Linked DNA regions of Anser cygnoides: region 1 is linked to region 2. A link is a contact called in public Hi-C data. All regions are on one chromosome and are shown on one strand. Each heading gives the region's core, a stretch centred on a gene start, on an enhancer-like site or on the middle of the called end of the contact. The rest is flanking DNA. Distances are from core to core; before and after follow the strand shown.

Evidence for each region. Hi-C and Micro-C count contacts between places; a contact is called where the count stands out from the background.
Region 1: a Hi-C map of liver shows a contact between it and region 2, with 3 times the contacts expected there. The contact joins the promoter of TCIM here to the promoter of ANK1 in region 2. A contact is called at or near these places in 2 of 7 Hi-C or Micro-C datasets (both in liver).

Annotation. Positions count from the first base shown.
Region 1 is chr26:548,844-553,988 of Taihu_goose_T2T_genome, reverse strand. It overlaps TCIM (transcriptional and immune response regulator), which reads left to right and starts at 1,501. Exons shown (of 1, transcript XM_013194470.3): 1 at 1,501-2,637. The coding sequence starts at 1,565. The coding sequence ends at 1,885.
Region 2 is chr26:262,722-267,471 of Taihu_goose_T2T_genome, reverse strand. It overlaps ANK1 (ankyrin 1), which reads right to left and starts at 2,714. Exons shown (of 44, transcript XM_048047277.2): 1 at 2,577-2,714. KAT6A (lysine acetyltransferase 6A) reads right to left here. Exons shown (of 18, transcript XM_066983428.1): 18 at 3,270-4,750.

The DNA of each region.
Region 1 (5,145 bases), core at 252-2,751, 290 kb before region 2:
GCATGGAGCTGGTGACTACCAATTGTTTTGCTGCCCAAGCAGCAGCCTGGCCTGCTGTATTGTCTAGTAAGCAATACAGTTCACAATTACTTTATTATTATTATTATTAATTATTATTCTATGCCTGCACAAATGCCTAGCACATGGACTTTGTGGGCTTTTCCCTGGCTAGAGCCAGGAGAGGGTTTCTGCAGGGCTGTGCAGGGACACATTCCTGCCTTCTGTCTGAAGGAACAGAAGTGTTAGAGGAGGGAATACGGAGTGACAAGCAACCAGGCAATGTCACTGCGGCTCTGCTCCTTGCTGCAATCACCTATCACCTCCACGGCTCTCCCATAAACAAGGGAACCCCCCTAAGTAGTGGGCAGTCATGGGGACAAAGCCTGTTTGTGGCCTTCTTGAGTGGGAATGAGTAATGGGGAATCATCAACACAGCTGGTACACAAGCAACTGATTTTCTAAACAGTGCCTCTGCAGCATCCGGCCACTTTTAAGCCATTAACCAAAATACACTTATCGCTGGATCCTTGGCCTTGAGCAACCTTTGAACCCACTGTCATTCCTGGCCAGATTTAGTGGGGTGCAGGTCTTTGTAAGGTTAGATTTCTAACCCTGGCAGTACACTCCAGCCATCAGAGCTGGCTGTCGCAGCCTGCCGTACCCAGTCTCATCCTATTGAGAGGGGGGTTGGCATCCCTAGGGCTTGGGGATGCAGAGGTGGGGAACACAAACTCCTTTGGAGCAGAGGAATTGAATTTAAACTTTAATTTCCAGTGATGAGCTGCAGGCAGGAGCACAGCAACAAACCTCTTGCTGCTGTTGCTGCGGCACCATGTGCACCGTGGGGCAGAGAGATGCCACCTGCTGCCCCACTACGTGCAAATTGGGCAGCTCCAGGTTGTAACATCCCGGGAAAGTCACTGCAGGAGACCTTATGGATTAGCTGCCTTTGCTGAACTGCCTACCGCTTTGAAAATACAGCTTACTAAACGTGACCTGTACCCTACGGAAAGCAGCAGAAAGCGTCCCATACGTAGACCTGAGCAGGTTTTGCTGCCTTGTCCTTCTGTCTGGCTGGGATACAGACAAGTAGACATCTGCAGGCACAGGCTCACAGCTAACCTCTTGTTAGTATTGCAATAGTTCTCAATATTCACTTTTTATTAGGTGCAAGAGCCTGTTGCAGCAGGCAAGGTTTTCTGAGTGCAGAGCTTTTCTGAGCACAACGAAAGGCCACAAGTGCAGCTTGAACTGTACAACGGTGCACAACGACACACAACGGTGCTGGAAGTTGCACGAATCCCCTTCTGCACCAGGTCAAAGAAAAACTCACAGCAGAATCACAGCAATCTTTTACAGTTGGCTGCACAACAGAGGAAAGTTGGCAACTTAAATGTTAACTTGCCTATGACTATTCAGTGTTGACATCAGCGTGACCTCATCACTGTAACTTGAGCTCTCCGGCTTTTTCTCAGCCTGCCTTTAAATAGCAGTCTTCAGCACAGATACCACACAGATCCCTCCGATCAGACCCAGAAGGCAAACCCCAGAGCATCCGACGTAGATGAAAGCAAGGAGAAGCAACACAACCTCAGCCATGTCCACATCCCTGAGAGTGAGCCCCTCGGTCCACGGCTACCGCTTCGACACAGCCCTGCGCAAGAAAGCCGTGGCCAATATCTTTGAGAGCATCGACGAAGAGTCGCTCCAGAAACTCTTCAAACACTCCGGAGACAAGAAGGCAGAGGAAAGAGCCAAGATCATCCTCGCCACCGACCAGGACGTGGAGGAGAAAACGAGAGCACTAATGGCACTAAAGCAGAGGCGAAAAGACAAGCTCCTCCAGTTCCTGAAATTTCGGAAATACTCCATCAAAGTCCACTGAGCCGGCGAAGGGAACGGCAATGGAGGAGAACGTTTCGGGACGAGACTGATCGCCACCTCCTGCCGCAGGCGGCACGCTGTGCTGCCCTGCGAGCTCCTGGCGGGACGCACGGTGCCGGGAGACGGCCGACGGGACCGGGACTGCCCGCGGCAGCGCCGCAGCCTGGGGCCAGTGCCCGGAGGGGGCCAGCACACCCCAGCCAGCCCGCGGCACCGCACGGCGGGTGCTGCTCACGGACTGAGCATTTACTGACTTCGTGTGTTTGCTTTGCCTTCCTGAACTTGTTACCTAAAGTTTGAAACCTTTCTAAGCCTCGCTGTTGTCTGCTAGAATGGAGAGTCTAGAGGTTGATCAGCTACTGATCATTTATCGTTCTGCATTTGTTAAAATGCTTTGAAGTGCACCGTATGGGTGCAATAAGTTCAGCCTTCAGGGAATGCATTTGCTCTAGAGACACTACGTGACTGTACCTTTTCTTTCTCATGCAGTATGGGTGCATTATAAATTGTTGCACAAAAGCAATAATAATGACATATTTCCCTGAATTTACTGTGAAGTTCCTTAATATTTTGCTCACTTCCCATTAACACTGAATTTCTAAACATCATAATTACCGTTCTTATTTGTATAAATTACATTAGATATTAGACAAGTACTTCATGGTAATATTTTATGACAATGCTATCATTATATTGACTATAATTTATTGCATATGGCAATCTGAAATTTAATAAATTATACTGTAAATATAATTTCTCTTGTCTGAAATGCTCAATTCTCATGGAGGAGTGGGTTTATCCTCTTTTGGTCATTTCACACAGATCCTGTTTTAAGAGCAGACTGCTTACACTTCCCCTTAATTACCAAGAACGCCAATTTGCAGGCTCTGTTCTTAGTCTGCAACATTTGTTTTCCCTGAAGTTCTGCCATCCAGTTCAGCAGTACCAGAGTTTTACCCACAGCTGTGCTGTGCTGACTCTGGCATTTCCAGAAAAACCTGATGAAATTTAATTGTAAATCAAACTCAGCTCTTAGTTTCTCCTCTATGAGGAGAATGCTCTATGCTCATTTTTCTTAGAAAATGAGCAGCTCCAAACAACAGCAAGCGGTACAGTCCTCAGGCTCTCGCTATTCCTGCAAAGCAGTGTTAGGACTTCGGTCCCGATGAGCCAAAACAAACAGAAGTGAGTTATGAGCACCGGGGCAGCAGAATTAAACTTAGTCTTTCTGCTGTACTATCATGATAGAGTATGTTGAAAATACTTAAAAATAGCCAAGACTAGTTATTAATAAGTGTCCTATAATAACCTCCTACTTAAGAAAAAAATGTTCCCATGACTGTTCAAAACAACAAAGCTAAGAGTTCAGAGGACTGATAGACCAGCTTCAGTTTTGTTTTTTTGCCCACACTTAAAACTCCAAATCGCCTATAAATCAGGGAGACTAGAAATAATCCTTTAAATTACTTAAGTGAGTGGGTAACTGTAATTATTTACAGTGTGGTGAAGCGGATCCAGCAGTTCCCCAGGAGCACCACGTCTGGAAGTGAAGCACCCCCGGCCCCACGCAGGAGCGACTGCAGCCTGGGGTGCGCGCTGGAGGTCCGGGGCTGGGAGGGCTGCGGCAGGGCCCCAGCAGCACCGTCCCACCCAGCCGCGGCCACCGAGACCCGTGGGGCACTGGAGGTGACACGCAACCATCCCCGTCCCCGGGAAGAGCGGAGAGCGCTGGGACCCGTCCTGCTTCGTGGTGGATCCAGACCTTTCTGACGGGCATCTCACATCGGCTGTTTCCAAAAAAGGCCAAACCGGGCCCGCTGACCTCACTCCAGCCGCCCCCGGGCTTTGTGATGCGCTTTCTTTCCTCCCACTCCAGGAGGTTTTCCCATCAAAGCCATTCCTCGTCCAGTGAGCACTCCAAACAGAAACCCCGAGGGGTGACGCAGCCACCAGCGTCCAGCTGCCTTTGGGTTATGGCGTACACCGCGATGGAGGGGCCCAGACGTCCCTGCTGCAAGAGGAGACTCTAAAAAGCCCACAGTGTGCACCAAATTGTCTTTCCACCATGCTACTGCTTTCTGTTTCTCTGCACTGCTGCTCAGCCTGTGCTTGCCTCCCTGTCCCAGTCCCGGACACTCGAACCTTCCGTAACGCACGTGCTGTGCCAGGCACGGCGGCAGGGCTATCGCGGTCTCACCCGTTGCTCAGCCCCAGCACCCAATCCACGCATCCCCACACTGAAAGAGCTGCGAGTGCAGAGGGCAGGACTGAACTGCTTCAACATCCCGGGCGTTTGGGAAGAGGGGACGAGCAGCAGGACAAGCCAGCACTGCGGGAAATGCAAAGCAACCTCTGCGGGGCAGCGGGGTGCGTCGAAGCCGTGTCTGGACTTTCTGACGTTACTGTCCGCCACCAGGACCCGTGGCCCCCACATTTATCACCACATGCTGTGCAACTCAACCACACATCTAGAACCTGTCCAGAGAAGTTTGCAGAGCTGGTGACAGCCCTGCTCACGTCCCCTGGCCAGAGGCAGCCCCTGCGCATGGCATCCAGAGGGCTCCTGCACCGGCCTCCCGCGCGCCCGACACCCACACCCGGCCCAGCAGCACCAGCAGCCAGGGGCACCGTGATGCATCATCGGCTGAAATTCTCTTTTCTTGTGAAGGAGAATCTGAAGGAAGTCATCACTGCGACAGACAAAGCAACACGAATTAAAGCATTTGCTGGTGGCACATGCTACTTTCGCCCAGACATTCCTGCTCCAAACATTTGCATAATGTGATTGATAAGGCCCTGTGACTTATGGAGTTTATAGTTCCTCTTGCCTCCTTATATTTAAATTATCAACACAAGTAATAAATAAAGTTCACCTTATAAAGCTTTTCTGATAAGCGAAGGTCACTTACCAAAGAGTTACATGTTTATTTGATTTTACAGTTGAAAAAGGCAGTTTTCCTTGGCCTCAGCCTGCTTTCTGTTTTGGCAGGCTTGTACTTCATGAACAGCAGAGCATCGTGCAGTGAGCTGGGTATAAATTGCAATTCATTGTTGTGAAACATTTGTCAGTGAGCCTGAAGTACAAACGGCCAAGTGCTGCATGCCGGCCGCTCACATTCACGGTGCTGCTTTCCCCGCTGCTGTTGACCGAGGCTGCGCAACGCGCCCCAGCCCGGTGATCGCAGCAGCCCAGGTGCCCTTGGGGCTGCGCTGACCGCGGTGGATGCCTGTGCCCAAGCAGAGGCTTGCTTTGCTCTGCGA
Region 2 (4,750 bases), core at 1,465-3,964:
TTGCCACTTCCTTTATTTTTTCTCCAATGCTGATTTTTCTCTTCTTTGAGTAAGCTGTTCAGGAAATACACAAAACAGTAGAAAACGTGTTATGGATTGTATCTTGTTGCTGCTTGTTCCCAGTGGAGAAATATATAATCACTTCAAAATGGGGAAACAGAGGATGACAATTTCAGTAAACAGACTTCCTCCTTGAGCTGAAAGATACCAGCTGCATGCATTAGCCAACATGATAATTTAAATGAAACTTTTTCAAGAACCTTATTTAATTATTTGGCACAGAGCAACAAACTTATCACTTTTTCCTTGAAAACAGATTATTTGTACTATCATAACTCTCTGCTACTTTGATGACAGACTAGCATCGTACTGTGTCAAACGACGATCATATCAACAACAGAGTCCCTGTTCCAAAGGGTTCACAGGACAAAGGATTTCGCATGGGAGAACAAATAGTTACCGACAGAGGAACCCTTAAGAAAATAATCACACAAACAAATCAAGGACAGAAGAACCTCCTGTGAGGAGGGAAGTATAGAAGCAAAATTCTGTCTGCCTGCAAGGCAGTGCAGCTGTTTCAAGAGACGAAACACGTCACTGGAGCTCTGCCCTGTTCTAGGTGAAGATCGATGTTTGTTGAAGTTGCTCAGATTCTGTGTTAGGGGCAGAAGGATTTTACAAACAAACTTCAATTTCAGGCAGCTATTTTTAGCCATATTATTCTGGCTGACAAGCTGTGAAGATAAAAGATGCTGCAGGCTGCACCTCAGCTGCTGTAAACTAAACCTACCTCAGCCTATCTGCATTTCCCTGTTCCTGCAGAGACAGGATCTCAGCAAGGATCTCTCTCCCCAAGTTATGAACCTCATTAAAATGGTTCTGTTCCGTTTAGTGGGTTTTTGTTTGTTTGTTTTTTTAACTACCTCACTGATGAGCTCTCAGCCTTTCAGTTAACCTCTTGAAAAGCCACAACCCTGGTCTCCCTGGCAGAAGTTTGTACGTTGCTGTCCGTTGCATGCAAACTCTTCCCTGCGCATTGAGTGTTGGTAACAGCCATTTTGGTCCACATATTAACAAAACTGGAGCAAGCCGGACAGTGCCGAATGGAATAGTTTTATGTCCACAGCACGATTACCTGGCTGTGGCAATCCAGAGCGTGCAGCAGCAGCTGCCCGCAGCATGCTGTAAGGTACGAGCAGTTCCTGCACACCAGGACAGTCTGATTTCACTCCTATCTAGCATGGCAACTCTCAGAAAAAAACAAAACAAAACCAAATCTACAAAAAACTCATCTATTTAGTCCTTTAACAACAGGATTTGATAGTTTCTACAACAGGAAACTGAAAAAGAGATCTCCTTGTTCATGACTCCTAAATGCATGTATCATCAAGACAAGTTAACTAATACAAACAGGGGTTTGTTTTTTTAATTTTCCTTAAAAAAATAAAAATAAAACCAACACCACCACCAACAAAAACGAACAGGTGTTATTAATAGTGAAGCTTATTTGAGCAAATAACATTTTTTATAAACTTTTCTTAAGGAGCCATACTTGTTTAACAGTTCATTAACTCTGGAAAATCACATTCCTGTGATCTTGCTTATGGATTTCATAAGCACTTATTTTTGTTCCTTGGCCTACAAGGCTAGAGAGAAAGTTGTTATAAACTGTTACATTCCCATTTAGATATTTGCATTTTTCTTAAAATGGTTTCAACTACCTTAAGAACTCAGAAATACACAAGAAGTACTATTTTAATCATTATTAGTGCTGGCCGTGCTCACCCCAAGCTTGATAGCTTGTGATTATGCATTGCAAAGATCTCAAACAATGAACTGAAATGTATTTCATGTGCACAGGTGTAACAACAATTTGGCACCAGGGCATTCGATAAAGACCTTGTGTTGTTCTACCGCTCAGTTTATGATACAAGCATTTTACAAGAACAGAAATGTACATCGCCATTTCATGGCAGCGATTCACCATCACCGTTTCGAACTGTACAGTTATCTAAAGCAACAGAATTATGTTCTAGTCTGACCACTCAGGGCATTGATTCCAGAAGTCAAAGCCATTTTGAATTGCTGGAGGACATGCAACCATTCTCAGTTGGCATTTTACTTCTAAAATCCATACTGTATCTGAAAAATGAGAGATGTTTCTGAAAATTGGGAATAAATGAAAGCAGATGCAGTGTTGCTTGTAAATAACAATTCAAGCCAAACACATTTTAATGGTCAAATCAAACATGTTAAATATGGGTTTAGATAGCAAATAACAAGCAAATACAAAAAGAACCCGAACTATAACCGCTCAGTACAGAATAAATGGGGCACAATGGGGAGGGGATGGACACCCTCTACCTTGCAACTTTGCTACCGGATGGTGACAAAGCTTAAAAAAAAAAAAGAAAAAAAGAAAAAAAAAGGAAGTTATGAGCAATATACAAAGAGCTTGAGAGCTTGCTGGCACAGAACGGTTAATGCAGTCTCAACTCCAACACTGACTACGGGAAAATAATACGGGCACATCCAGGTGCAGGATGCGTGCCTGCTGGGAGCCTGGGGACGCTTACCTGTGAGTGCTCGCACACTCCCTGCAATCCTCAAGTGACCGGCGCAGTGAAAGCCCTCACCGCGGGTCGCCCCCTCTCCCCTCCGCTCCCGAATAACCCAAATCGCGCTGGGCCAGGAAACGGACGGACCGCCCGGGAGCGCGACGCCCCCCGGCCCGGGCCCGCACGTGCTCGGCCCCCCGCCTCCCCCCGCCGCGCGCCCCCGGCCGCCCCGCGCACGAGCAGAGGCCGCTCGCGGGAACGCGCCCGGGGGAACGCGCCCGGGGGAACGCGCCCGGGGGAACGCGCCCGGGGGAACGCGCCCGGGGGAACGCGCCCGGGGGAACGCGCCCGGCCGTGCCCGCCGCGGCTCTGCCTCCCCCCAGCGCTCGCCTGGGGGCTTCGCAGGGGGCGGCCCCGGCACGGCCGTTCCGCGAGCGGCGGCGGCAGCGAAGCCGTCTCGTGCTGCAGGTGTTCCCCGCGGAGAGCGAGGTCGAGCTGCAGAAGCTTTCCGAGGTTTTCCCGTTACCGGTACCTGATCGCTCTTCCGAGGGGAAGCCGATCACCGAAACCGTAACCTCAGCCGCCGCACGCCCCCGATCCAAGCACCGCCCCGCTCCCCGGGACCAAAAGGTGAGCAGGGAATCGTGCCCAGCGGCTGGTAACAGAGGTCAGCGCTCCCGTGGAAGAAAAAACCCACATGCACAACAGACATCCAAAATGGCTCAACATAATTTATTTTTTTATGTTAAAATGTACAGAGTTCTTTTGAAAGTACTTGCTAGAAAGGGGAAAAAAAAGTGATATTACATACAAGTAGAGGAAGGGAGACCGTCCAGCCAGGAGCGTATGACATGGAGAATTACAAAGGCATCTAGGCACCCCCTTCCCCTTAGCTTACAAGTCACCATGAACAAAGTACAAAGAGGTTACAAAACAGGAAAAGCAAATATAAACAGACAGGAATAGACTCAGCTTCATTTGTACATGCGGCTTTTAGAGGCATCTGGAGCTCCTATTCACACACTCTAGAGATCTCTTTAAAGAGAATTTTTATCTTTCTTAAAATAGTTTTTAATATTCTACAACAAAGATAAAAAATTTTAAAGATGGAATGAAATGAAAAAGCTCTTATTTTAAAAGGCATCAAAGTCACTAACAGTGAGTTTTTTTTTTTAATTTCTTTTAGAAGATTACCCAAGTTATCTTGCTAAAAATACATATTTTATTTTATTTTTAAACAGAAGTGAAAAATGGTAGGTACCAATATTACTGCGTTGGATAATTTCTTTTTATATATAGAAAAGAACATTTTTTCTACAATAGTTCTACAGTCACAAAGGCTTGTGGAAAAGGGAGCTGCCCAATTGATTTAAAAAACAAAAATAAAACATAAAACCAAAATAAAATTAAAAAAAAGAAATACAAAACCAAACCAAACATAACAGCAAACAAACTCACGGCCCTCGTTTCAACAGCTTCTCCTCCTGCCGCAGACCCGCGCCTGCCCCACTACCCCCCAGCAGTCAGGAAGCAGCGACACAGCTGAAGATCTAGGAAGGAGAGGGCAGCACAGTGCGCTTTCTACATGGGATATTTGGAACTGGAATAGTATATACAGAGAAATGGGGTCCTACACAGCCTTGTACATGCTCAAAACTAAACAGAAATAAAAAGTGGAAGTCCTTTGAATTCTGCCTTTTATGGTTAGCAGTTATTGGAGGAAAAGTCCATTTTAGTGCATCTGAAGAAACCCAACTTTTAGATTCTTTTGGTTTTAAAACAAAAGAAATTAGTCTTAATAACGTGTCTGTATTTCTACTTCATATACAATTAAAAAACAACAAAACTCTACCTTAAAGGGTATCCCTTTTTGTATTGGGTGACATGCCAGCAAGTGCTGTCTCTATCACGGAGCAGTGTAGCCAGAAAAGAATGCAAATTGGATTATGCAGTAATAAACAGCAAAATCCTGCCACCTGCATCCTACTGTGGTGTTTGGGCTGTTTCACTCCTGCAGAACAGGCGATCCCCCTCATTTCCCACACTAGATCAGAAGTGTGGCTATTCTGATGAAATGGCCTCAAACATAGCAGAAGAATCAGGGAAGTGTTCGATGTCACCAACTCCCCCCAAGAGCGGCACATTCAGCTACTTCCTACACCACACCAGGAATGGAACAGTGACAAGGACAC